Linked DNA regions of Sus scrofa: region 1 is linked to region 2. A link is a contact called in public Hi-C data. All regions are on one chromosome and are shown on one strand. Each heading gives the region's core, a stretch centred on a gene start, on an enhancer-like site or on the middle of the called end of the contact. The rest is flanking DNA. Distances are from core to core; before and after follow the strand shown.

The links. Hi-C and Micro-C count contacts between places; a contact is called where the count stands out from the background.
Region 1: a Hi-C map of fetal skeletal muscle shows a contact between it and region 2, with 2.2 times the contacts expected there. The contact joins two enhancer-like sites. A contact is called at or near these places in 2 of 5 promoter capture datasets (fetal liver and liver), 1 of 47 Hi-C or Micro-C datasets (fetal skeletal muscle) and 1 of 2 datasets of contacts at active chromatin or transcription factors (skeletal muscle).

What each region holds. Positions count from the first base shown.
Region 1 is chr2:96,633,295-96,639,588 of Sscrofa11.1, forward strand. No RefSeq gene overlaps it. Among named protein-coding and RNA genes, the nearest start is that of MEF2C, 420 kb to the left of the region's middle. Within about 2 kb of position 3,132, at least 5 of the 83 cell types and tissues checked have an H3K27ac peak or open chromatin away from gene starts, as enhancers often do. A contact at or near this core is called in fetal skeletal muscle, where this site is marked.
Region 2 is chr2:96,287,509-96,294,190 of Sscrofa11.1, forward strand. LOC102159394 (a long non-coding RNA gene) reads left to right here. Exons shown (of 6, transcript XR_002341810.1): 2 at 6,025-6,135. It also overlaps a transcript of MEF2C not described here. Among named protein-coding and RNA genes, the nearest start is that of MEF2C, 74 kb to the left of the region's middle. Within about 2 kb of position 3,738, at least 2 of the 83 cell types and tissues checked have an H3K27ac peak or open chromatin away from gene starts, as enhancers often do. A contact at or near this core is called in fetal skeletal muscle, where this site is marked.

The sequences.
Region 1 (6,294 bases), core at 1,882-4,381, 350 kb after region 2:
AATTCTATATTGCTTTAAATAATTAAGTATTGTCAGTCATTTGAAGGCAGCCCAAGAACTTCTTTTACACAAAAACAAGGTATAACAGTGAGCCTGGGCCTTGTTGATGTACTCCAGAACTTCTGTTTTTATCTTTTTTTATAATTTGATTATTGAATGATTAACATATGGATTATTTAACTAATTAAGACAACTAGAAATTTAAAATTGAACAAGTGATTGGTAACAGCAAGTACTGATGTGACTTGGGGAAGTGAAGCAGAGGCTATGAGTTGCTTATCCCAACATCTACTCTACTGTGCCCCTTTAGTGCAAGAACTCTGTATGTATTTTGGGTGGCAAAGTGTCAAGCTAAAAAGACTATGTTTCCTAGAGTAATTTGCAGCAAGATTTGGCACTGTGACTAAGTTCTAGTCAAAAAAGTATATTTAAAGTGTGTAGTACTTCCAGGAAGTCTTATTCAGAAAGGAAGGGGCAGAACTTTCTTCTTCTTGCTATTTGGATGCCAGGGAGTGGCTGGAACTGAGGAAGCCATCTTCAATCTTAATTCATAACACTGGGGGTGATGGTGCAGCAAGAAAAAGGAGCTTGGTTTTCTGCAGATCCTGGAACTACTATGTATAGAGATTGCTTGCCTCTGGATATCTTTCCTATGAGAGAAAAACAAACTCTTTTCTTGTTTATCCCACTGTTATTTTGCTTTTGGTCATTTGCAGGTGGATTTAATTCCAATTGACTCAGGGGGAAAAAACCCCAAATTCCATATCCAGAGTTCAGAGTGAATAGCACTGAACATTGAGCAAGGTGCGGATGTGCTGGGTTAGGAAGGAAAGGTTATGGAAAGTAACTGTTCATAGAACTTATAAAGGTACAAATTACCACTTGAGAGAAATTAAACTACTGAGAAAATCATGTTATTATCAGTGGTAATACTCCAAGTATGAGTAGTCAGATGCCCTAAGTAGATTACAAATATCCCTCATTTCTTAATTGAATTGGGAACAGTAACATGTCCAGGTGCCTGCACTTCAGTTTGGAGTCCTGGGATGTCTGGACAACTTTCCTTAAAGCAATGCATACTCTAAAGTACTGTGGTATCAACAGACTTCAAAGTGCTTTCACAACTTCCCAGAAGGGTTTCAGCTCATTTAAGTACAACATGACCGGGTATGACTACCCATTGTAATATGCTAGCATGTGAATTCATTATGTGCAATATCTAAGCTCATCATGTTGATCTAAGCATTTTGATGGCCGGAGCACATAGATCCATCTTAATACAAACTCTGAAGTTTTGGCTTTCAGGAATACATCACGGACACATTGCCTTACCTCTCTGTGGAATCAGAGGGCTTACACTTGGGTATCTGAGGGCTTGCTAGGAGTGGGAGCAGATGGTAGTTTTTATATGTTCTTTTTATAAATGCATTTTGAGCAGGTTTTTTTTTTGCATGAATATTTCATTTATGACAGGGTGCTGCTTAGTTATATAAAAAGTAAATACATAACGAGCGAGGTGTAAGTATAGCAGCAATGTAGTGTTGAGGCTAATGGGTGGAGAGGATTTTAAAAATACAAAGAATTCTCATTTTCAAAAAGTACTTTGCAAAGTTGAGGAGATAAATGACTTGTTTCTTTCCTACTTCCTTTATCCCTATTTCCCCCTATTTTCTGTGGGAAAAGAGGGAAAGAGGAAGCTTTATATTCAAGAAGTCAAGCACTGGATTTTCAATCCTTATTGGGAGCATTATTGTACAAGTTTGAGAAAGAACATAAGCAACCCACTTAAAATGAAAATAGTAAGGGCAAGTACCACAAACAGTAGCAGTCTAAGGTTAGGAGACTCTGGATTGCTACATCTACAGCCAGCAGCAGGAAGAAAGGAGGATGGAAAACAACAGCTGCCAGAAGCTGAAAAGATGGACCTTGATCTTTGTAAGGGACAGGTGGCCAAGATATGCCATATACTTCCCATTGTGCAACATCATGTATATCATCATCATGTTCTGGGCTTCAAAAACTGTTTCTAGGCTTATTTTACCTAGAAAGGATGTTTAAGACAACAGGAGAAAATATATCAAATCCCACTTTCCTATGGAGTTGTTTTAGCTCAGGTCAATATTATCAGTTGCCGTAATTAATTTGAATAGGTATTTCTGATTCTTAGCGTTATTTTAACCTAAGCTATATTAGCTAGGACCTAAAACCAAGAAAACAACTCCATCGCCACCATCACCCTTCTACCCCCAGCACCTGGCCAAAAAAAAAAAAAAAAAAAAAAAAAAAAAATCCAATATTTTTACAGTGGAAAAGTAAGCACTGTGGTAAATTTTCTGTACAGTATTTAGCAAAATATAAGTAGTATGGATGTCCTGCTCTTAAAATGTAATTACAATGGTATTCATGTCTGCAGTGATCTGTAGACAATATCTGTTGTAAGAAGGTAACTTGACAAAGAATGTTAGGTTTTTCTAAATGATGCTTGAAGATGAGTATTTTATTTTATATGGCAGACCCTCAGTATTCATGAGAGATACCACAGTTCCAAATTCATGAGTTTAGCATGCAGTTGTCTCCATACACTGCTCTTTTCTGGATTAGAACCATATCTTTCTGGGATAGTTTTCCTTCCACTTTACTTTCATCACCAGAACTAGCAACTGACTTTATTTTCAGGAAAAGTATTCACAAAGAAAAAAAATTTTTTTTTATCATGTCACGAGAATTACTGCATGGTAACTTGACCACAAGTAGAGAATATCTAAACCACTGTGAGCCAGTCATGTAAGCACAGTCTAACTAAAGGATTCCTGCTAGAGACCGGCCTCTTGACACATGTAATTCAATTTCATGCCTCAGCAAAATTACAAATTGCTGCATATCATGAACCCTTGACTGTTGCTTGAGGGGAGTCAATGTAGCAATGTCAAATCCTCTGCTGGTAACTTATTTCTTTGTATTCTCAAAAAATTGCCTCTAATGCCTTATATGTAGTAGATTATCAATGAGCTTTTGGGTTAGTTGATCATCTGATTGATTACTTTAAGTGTATTTTAGTAAGTACTGAATGGTTAAGAAGTTGGGCAGGCCAATGGAATACTCCACATGGAGTTACCCTTTGGCCCCCTCTAGTGCTTCTCTTAGAGGCAATTTAGTAACTTTAGTTAAGAATAGCATTAGACTAATGGGCGCTAAGCAGTGTTACACCTGTTGTTAGGAGGGAGAAAAGGATTATACAGAAAACAAATGTGGTCTGCATAGAAGGAGTGGATGAAAACATTAGAATGCCTTCTAAACTTTGCTTAACTTAAGGTGAAAAACACTTTTAGAGATTCCTGGGAGTTAGCTTTAGTAATATATCAATGAATCAACAAGTCAACTTCTTTCTCAATCCAAAAGTTGATTCATTACAACCTTCAAGAAAATACATTGCGGAGAATCTTTTGATTCTGCCAGAGATCTTGGGTTACCCATAGGAGTCATTTTAAGAGTGATGTAAGATGTACACATAGTACTTAACCAAAAACTGATAATCTGTACCTGGACTTCCTATCTCCTCTGTAATGAGTTTTGCATATTTGTAAATATTAATTGAATGCATAATTTAAACAATTATATCGTTTCCTTAGTTTTCGAAAATGTATATTGCTCAAAATTTCAATTGGTCCTGAAAAATTTGTCCCTCTCATATCTAATTTTCTTATTGGTAATCTAAAAAATTGCTTGATTTCTGAATCAGAGAAGACATATAGTTTTATACAAAACAGTAATATTTAGAGTTCTATAAAAAGATTTCTATAAAAACCAAACAAATCTTTTGAATAAACAAAAATATTTTAAAAGTTTTGTTTCACTAGATCTTCTCTTTTTTTCTTTCAGACTAAAGGTCTGAAGGTGCTTGGTATTTATTTTTATGACTGATTTACATGTTGTGTGAGCTTTCATCTCAGTTTTGTTGTTGTTGTTTGTTTGTTTTGCTTTGGTGTTATAAAGAGCAAAGGGGAAATGAATTAAATTTCCTGAAGAATATAAAGTGGAATAGTGGAAATAATCATTGCATTTAAATATCAATTACATTAAATTCTATCTTGAGAGTTCTGTAAATCAAGGGGAAAAGGTGATTCTTAATGCTGGTAAAGTATTTCAAGTGTAAATAAGAATGAAGGCCAAGAGCAAGAGAGATGATTGCGATGTAGGTAGATTTAACTGATTAAGAGACAAACATGGATTGGATGAAAAAAGGGAAGTAAAATCAGGGCAAGTCAGTGAAGGAACTTGAAACTGAGGGTTAAAATCTAGTTTTAGAGTTTAGGACAAGCCAAAGATTTAACAAAATATATTCTGTAAATTTTTTTCTAAGAGCACACCATAAAAAAATGGGGTTTCAAGAACGTTTATGAGATAATTTCCTGGGGTAAGTTTTCTTTCTGTTATTTGGGCAGTGATTTCCAGGGCTACACAAAACTCCTGAACTCTCCTTGTAAATTGTCAGTATTTCAACATCAGCATGAATAATGTATGTAAGAGATAGCATAGGAAGAAGAATTCAGATTTGTAAAAGAGGAACAGCAGATGCTGGAAACCCTAATTGTGGTTATTGGGCAATGTTGTCTAGTCCATAGCTCAAGACTTTGACACTTACTGACTTTAACAGGGTTGTGCAATTCATGGACATGGGAATTTAGCTTGGCTGAAAATGAATGTATTTTACCTGATAGTTTTCTCAAGAAGGTGATGGTTCCCAAATGTCTAAATTAATATTTTGACTGAATTCCACCACATATGCCTCATCTCTGCTGAGCACAATGGAAGACTGTGTTTGGGGGTTGATTAACGGAGGATACAGGATTAGCACATAGTAGACTAAATTGTAAATGACTGAAAAGAAGCTCATTTGTGTCTATTTATTCATCCTTATTAATAGTTTTGGGCACTTAGAAATGCCTCAAGGGAAGGCAGAACTGCAAGTAAATAAGTTTGTGAATACTACCATTAAACTCTGGGGTATTTGAAATACACAAAAATGGCGAAAATTAATGGATACCAAGATCTCAAAAAATCAGATTTTCTAAAATACATTTATATTTCCAACTTAAATTATTGCCTCTTGAATACCAAATATTTACCTGTTAGCCTGTAGGTCATATAATAGCTCAATGAATTATTTGTTCAGATGTTGATTTTGAAAGCTATTAAAAGAGTTTTGTTTACGTAATTTTTAGTGAAATTCTAATGTTTTTCAAGCCTCTGAATTTTAAAGATCATTTCTGAGCAACAGCTTTTATTTTCTTTCAGTAAAATTTATTGGGATAGTTGGCTCAGGGCCAGGAAAAAAAGATGGTAAATCAGCTATCTGTTAGTGACAATCCAGAACTTCAACATTTTTCTCATGAAACCTGAAAAATCCTTTCATACTTTTTGGATGTTTTTAAAAAAAAATCCATGTAAGTGGAAGACAAAAGACACGGTTGAGTAAGGAAAATTGTGCCATCAGAATGCCCGTGTTCTTGAGTTCTGGTTCTGTTATATCTAGTTACATAACCTGGAAATTCACCCAAATTATCTAAGTCTCATTTTTCACATCTGAAAAATTAAAGGGTTAGACTAAATAATGTATAAGCCATGTTCCATCTCTTATATTTTATAGCTTTATTACTTTGCAGTCTAACATAGAAGTTTGCAAGCTCCTTTCCAGAAAGTTTTCCTCAAGCCGTATTAATGTGTTCTATTGTTATAGTTAACATTTTCCCAGTCCACTGGGAGAATAGATACTATTTTTTTCCAATTCAGTGCTTTCTTTGATAGTTTTCTTAAAATATTGGTTGCTGCCACCACTTAGCTATGTAAGGATAAAAAGTATTATCTGCTTTAGCATAAACCTATATTTAGTTTAATATCACATGATGGCTAAGAGGAGCTCTACACCTGATGTCACGCAGAAAGGATGTTTCAGTCAGCTCTCCCCTTATCTGACCCAACACATCTTGCAACCTCTCATGGATAGCTTCATGATCAATTTGTTCCTCCTAGCAATAAGATGGCATTTAACATAATAGTATGCACTCAGGGCACTCAGAAATTAGAACTCAGAGGAGGCCAAATAATCGGAACACCTCCAAGGAGCTTACTGGGTGAAGAGCAGGGAAGCAGGATCAGCATTCAGAACTTTCAAAGCATGTGAACAAGTTTGTAGCTGATGATAGCTATAACTTGGTGGAAAAAGTTATTTAGGACAATGTTTTGTATTCCCTCTGTGTGTGAAAAAGGAAAACTGCACGAACCGATAGCTTTGTC
Region 2 (6,682 bases), core at 2,488-4,987:
ACTTCTATATTCACTTAATGCCTGGCATGTAGAAAATGCTCAATAAATGTTAGCTATCAATACACTAGTTCACTTTCAAGGGCTATCCCATTTTCCTGAACAACATCTCAGTGTGATTATATAACATTAATTTTAGATGTTTTCTATCAGCTTTCATGCTCCAAAGGAGTTTTATTTCCTATTAGAGCATTTCATATTTGAAATAAATATAAAACATTTATGACAGTATGTTGATCAAACCAATAGACATTATGCCAAGAAGTCTTATATTTTGGCGTGACAAATTTATATTATCCTTGTCCATGTTCCATGGAACATTCAGAGTTTTTTTCTTTTTTGTTTTCATATTTGACTTTATCAGACTTATAAAAATAATTATATATTCATTTGCCCAGAAGGATACATCAGACATCTTCTAAATTGCTTATTGATTACATAATCTTACACTTAAATTTAAGAAAGCTTAGCATAAATATGTAGAATTAGTGGCTTCCTATTAAATCTGAGTTAAGTCCTTTCAAATCAATATCATCTGTGTGGTGTAGGCAAAAACGCTACGGTTGCTAAGGCTTGTCTTTGTATCATGCACCATCTTTCCTCTACTCACCTTCAGCTTGTTCTCCTTTCACTCTGGCATGACCTGCTCACCTAGCAGCAATTTCTAAAATCAATAGTAGCCCTTTATTGAGTGCCTCTCTCTTCTCACAGCCTTTTCCTGATGTGACCCACAAGGTCCTTTCTTTCCTGAGAAGTCTGTTTATATTCCAGAATTCTCTTGGGCTGTGTTCTACCAGAGGAGCTGGGCACTCCCTCACTTGCCTAGTGATGCAGTAACAATATGTTGTCCTTTTAAATGAGCTAATCTCAGCAGTTTTCTGAAAAGGGTTCATAATCCATAGGAGTATCTGAGATGACAAAATTCCAAAAATCCCTGCTGTGTTGGTCAGGAGTGGAGGGGACACTCACTATGTCTCAGGTCCTTCATACCTGCTGCCTTTTCATTCACTGACATGTCCTGGTTGCGGATGAGTGGGAAGCCTGGGTCTTGAGGAAGTATTATTTTTAAAATAATAGTGCTCTTTAGTACCTGTTGTCCTGATCACCTTTTCTTGCTTTATTTTTTTATTTTATTTATTTATTTTTTTTGCCTTTTAGGGCCACACCCGCGGCATATGGAGATTCCCAGGCTAGGAGTCTAGTCAGAGCTACAGCTGCTGGCCTATGCCACAGCCACAGCAACACTAGATCCAAGCCGCGTCTGTGACCTACACCACAGCTCATGGTGTAGGGGGATCTTTAACCCACTGAGTGAGGCAGCCAGGGATTGAACCTGAAACCTCGTGGTTCCTAGTCAGATTCGTTTCTGCTGAGCCAGGACAGGGGAACTCCTGGTCACCTTTTCTATTCTTTCTTTGTATAGCAGGCTCACAGTTTAATATCCCATGGGCCACATCCTACTGTGTTGTTACTTGGTCTCAACCTCTGTGCATTACCCCCACCCGCTACCCCGCTCTCATTCCAAAAGCTACCAGAGGTGTAATTAGTGATTATTTCTCCAGAAGCACCTTGAAGGAAATATAAGAACACTGAGGTAAGATAGTGTTGCTTCCTGGATTCAGGGAAGAATTTGGAAAGGTTGGGGAGAGGTACAGTGTTGGAGGGCAAAATGCATTCTGCCCTTTATCTCCTCTGTGAAATCACTGATAAAGCATCTTCCTGTGTGCAAAGTTGGGGCACATAAGTATTTCCCAGCCTTGGATAGCATTAAACCTTTTACTATGGAGTGCCCATATTAAATGGAGTGCACTTTATCCAGAAATGAAGAAATATGATTCTAAGTAAATGATTTTGAACACTCCTTATAGTGGGGCACAGAATAAACATTTTATAATTTTTTATATTCTTTTTAACCCCTTTGGAAATAGCTAAATAGCTAATCAATACATTTGCTTGCATCTTTTCCATTTCCCTCCTTTTCTCCTTTTCTTTCCTTCATCTTTTCTGTGCCATCTCTTTATCTTCAGTTGTAAATTTTTTATTTTCATTTGTAAACTCAATAAAAACACATATGCATGCACACACACACACACACAGGTTATTAACAATCAGTTTTGCTTTGGGAAAGCTCCATTTTTCTGTTTCAGAATCATAGGATTTCATTAATAATATTTTTCTATTTATCTGAATCACTTCAAAATAAAATACTACTAACAAAGGAGCTTATTTCTAAACAATTAATGGTGTATGCTATAGACAGTATGGTCATAGAAAAGTTTCTATGATTATTTTTGTTATTAATCACTATAATTACTCTTTGATTACAATGATGATTAACTCACAGAGAATAAAGCGTGTGCTTATCTTTTTGATCTTCTATTTGCAAAGGATTTGTGTTCTTCCATCCACACATTCTCACCTCACCCTTACATAGCTGTGAGATTGTAGTTTATGAAGTCTATAGCCACAAAGTGACTCACACTGGAGAATAAAAGCCTGTGGTTTCCCTTACATTATCCCTAAGCTGCAACCTTTAAACTCCTTAGGTCAGTGATGATTAATTAAGTATTCTAAAACGTGAATGTGCATGCATACATACTTCTCATAATAAACACTTGTCTGTGCTCCTTTTTCATGACTTTCCCAAAGAGTCATTCAAGCCATTTTTCATATTTCAAGCTATACTATTTAGTGCTTGAAACTCAAGTAGAGCTTGACAATGATTTTTGGCTTGTCACTAGTACTGGGTGAGTCTTATCATTTGCCAATCCACATAAAATTAATTAAAATAAATGAACTACCTAAGCATGATTTTATCAGAAAGTAAATAACAGTGGACATAGAACATCCATATGTATCCATATGTTCACTTTGATTTTTCAGGACCTTAGATCCCTAAGTGCTGGTTGTCTGCTACTAGCAGGAGCAGGAGAACTGACCCTCTAAAAGAAGAGAAAGCTCTAGTGAGGATGGAACAATCCAGCACAGGGAACACTTCATCAGAGTGCCTCAGATTCAGATTCCTGGGCCTCGCCTCAGGGCCATTGAGCCACAATTGCAGGAATCTGCATTTTAACTAGCTTCTCTGTTGTTTCTTATGTATGTTTTGTTTGCAAGCCACTGCCTTAGTGCAGGGGTAAGCACAAAATCTGCAAAGTCCTAATTCTGTAACTCTACCTTTTCTCCATTATTCATTCCTGTTCTCCCAACTCAACAAGCTTTGTGGAACTTGTAAGTTAGTGAATGCCTTTCCAAACAGTAAGAATGAGAGTTCAGAATGGCACGAATTTTTCCATTGCTGGTCTTGGTTCATATTTTAAGACATACCACATGTATTCTGCCCATTGTAGTTGGAAAAGTGATAATGTAGGGACCCAATTCTCTTAAATTTCTGTACACTTCTTCATCTTCACTTCTCTAAGGAGTAGTGCTTATTTTTTCTTGGGTGGAATATGCTCCTTGGATCTCAGAATCCCAGCCTGTAAAATAGGCTCTGGATCCAGGAACCTCTACCTTAGTGACAGTTGGCCCACAAACACGTGCACTCAGTGATTGCTGGCTGCGGTGAGCCTAGGAGCCCTGCAGCCAGGACTAGCATTGTTCTTGATCACTTAGGATATGTGGCTTTTCATGAAAGAGTCTTTCAGTCAATACCAGTGTTCCTTATGACCTTGCAATTACCTCTATCTGCTGAGCAGTCACGAGGGGCCTTCACAACACTGGCATCCCAGGCAACACGGTGATCCACATTCCCAGCCTTTAACCTCTCTCCATACCCAGCTGCTGCCACTAACCTCTCTTGGATCCAGATATTTTTAACACCTCACATTAGGGGTTCTCTGCTGTGCCCAATTCTTGTTCCAGTGTTTCTTTGACATGAACAAATATATTCACGTGCTGGCTCACAGCAGTGAGTGTAGTGAAGGTTTTTTTCATTAAAAATTTTTCTCCTATTTTATAAAACCAAAAACATTAAATAACCATGAAGTCCTTTGTGTCAGCTTAGGCTTATAGAGCACTGAAAAGTTCAAAGCTATGTGTGGTAATATCATTTTGAGGGTAAGAGCTTTCTTGTTTTGTAACCAGGGTGCCCAAGTGGGAAAAATATGGCCAGCTGGTCTGTAGTGTATTACAAAGTGATTTTGTTTTGCTCTCTAATTTCATAGGTTAATATTGGTGTTTTAATTATTCGAAATGCTGATGTGATAGTCTACTTAGAGCAGTAGGGAGAGGCAGGGTATGCCTTTGCAGACAGGAACCCACCAATATGGCCCAGAGTCCTCTTGGGATTTCAAAGGCGGCAGAGGAAACTCCTTCTACTGGGTAACGAAAACTTCCTTTTCTATGATTTACACACAGCCCAGTAAAGAGTCTCATCCATTCAGGAGCCTCACAGAGGTTGCATGACTTGTTTCCAGTTATAAAATTACTAAGCAGTGAAAAGGAGACTACAGCCAAGCTGCCTACTTCTGCTCTGGTGTTCTTTGGACAGCAGTCAGTCTTCAACGCTAAGGAGAAAGCATTCATGATCCTTCAAAGGCAGATGAGGGACAAGTCATTGACCTTCACTAACACCCCTTTGAGATGCAGAGAAGTGACTGAATTTATTTGAAAGTCTTGTAATTTTTCATATTTTGCTTTGACACCTCTGTCTTTCCCAGTTGTTAGAAATGGATATTATTTACTGATTATTTTGCTTGCAATTGATTTGCATACTGTTATTTCATATTGTTAAATGGTTTGCTGATTAATGACTAATGTTGATTTGGACTAAATGTAATAGAAATTTATTTGTAAATTTAGATATATAATTTAGCTGCTAAATGGTATCATGGAGCTGTTGGAGGTGATTTTAGACTAATTCCTTGCAGGGAAACTCTGCCCATAATTTCCTCCCCTATCCTATATTAATGTTTTAAGCTCCCCTCTCTTTCTTTTTTTTTAAAAAAATTCATTTGCATGTCTGGATTTTTTTTTTTTTTGTCTTTTTGTCTTTTCTTGGGCCGCACCCGCAGGCATATGGAAGTTCCCAGGCTAGGGGTCTAATTGGAGCCGTTGCCAGCGGCCACAGCAACGCTAGATCCAAGCTGCGTCTGTGACCTACACCACAGCTCACGGCAACGCGGGATCCTTAACCCACTGAGCAAGGCCAGGGATTGAACCTGCAACCTCATGGTTCCTAGTCGGATTCGTTAACCACTGAGCCACGATGGGAACCCCTGCATGTCTGGATTTTAAAGTGAACATTCTCACAGGCAAATATTGCTCCAAAGCCCAGGGTTAACATAAATTATTTTAAATTCAGAATGTGGTAGATATCTACTAAACAATTTCTTTTCTGAAGGGTCAGAAAAAATTAAATATTAATTTGAATATATTTTCATGACCTTGATTGAATCTGTATGTTGTGCACCATTATCAAGTTATAGCAATATAAAGTATTTATTATATTATTAATCATTATTTGAATAAATACCAGATACTTTTATTAATACAGGATTATTGGGTTATAGAATTTCTGAGCTGTTAGGAAACACTTGCTGATGAAGACTCTGGGGTCCAGAGAGGTTTAGTAATGAACACACATACACTCACAAGCTAGCTGTTGAGTCAGTAATATGAACTTTTTAATATATTCTGCACTTGGGTATTATACTTGTGCTTATGCCTTGGTATATTTGGTATTTTTAATTATTCCATAATATTTCAAAAAAATTTTCAACCTGAGGTTTTCATTTTTGCATTCAACTTCTAAACACATATGCTTCCATTGATTACTTTTTATTTCTTCTTCATATACACCATAAATATTTTCAGCTTAGAAGTCAGTTTCAATGGTAAAGAGAATCTAAAAAAGAATTTATACCGTAGATATTTTAATGTATTTATGCTCTTTTTACAAATAATATTTTAATATGCCATGGTAAAATTGTATCTCTCTTGTAAGGTATTAAATTTGGTAACTGAAAATGGTTCTCCAAAGGAATGTAACTCACACTAATTCCGTGTGCTCTTTTTTACTTATAGCTTGACAGTCTACATGTTTAAGTCTACCAGAAAAAAAAAAAAAAATCACTGGATATGAAGTTGCAATACAGATCAAAGTCTGCATCCACATCCTCACATTGGTGACCTTGGGTAAATTTCATTTTTGTGCTTTTGTTTCATTTTCTTTAAAATGAGTTGTTGAAAGCTTCAAAGACTCTTTCAAAAATTTCATGAGCTTAAAAGATTTGATTGAAAAATATGTGTGGCCAGTGTTACCTGGCTACCCAGTATTTTCATGGACACATACTTGTTACATATGTCTGAAGTTCCCTTAAGGAAATTAACTCTTTTTAGGTGTGAGATACGGGCATTGGGGGAAAGGAGATAAATAAGAAAAGTAAGGGGAAACAAGTTAGTGACAAAGGAGGCATGATACCCAGTTGAAATGATTCCTCTTTTACTTCTTTATATCTACTGTCTAGTTATTCCTATTTGAAAACTTACTGGCACCAGGTATTATCAACAGGGATGACTAATATGTAATTTTTATCTTTACTGGGTTACATTTGGCCCACAGACAGTTGACAGCTGTCAGTCAGGTGGCTGGTCAATGAGGAGATACATATAAAGCTGCCAAAATATTTTTGTTTCTTTAAATACTTACAAGTAAACCATTTTAGCTGGAAACTTCTTTGTC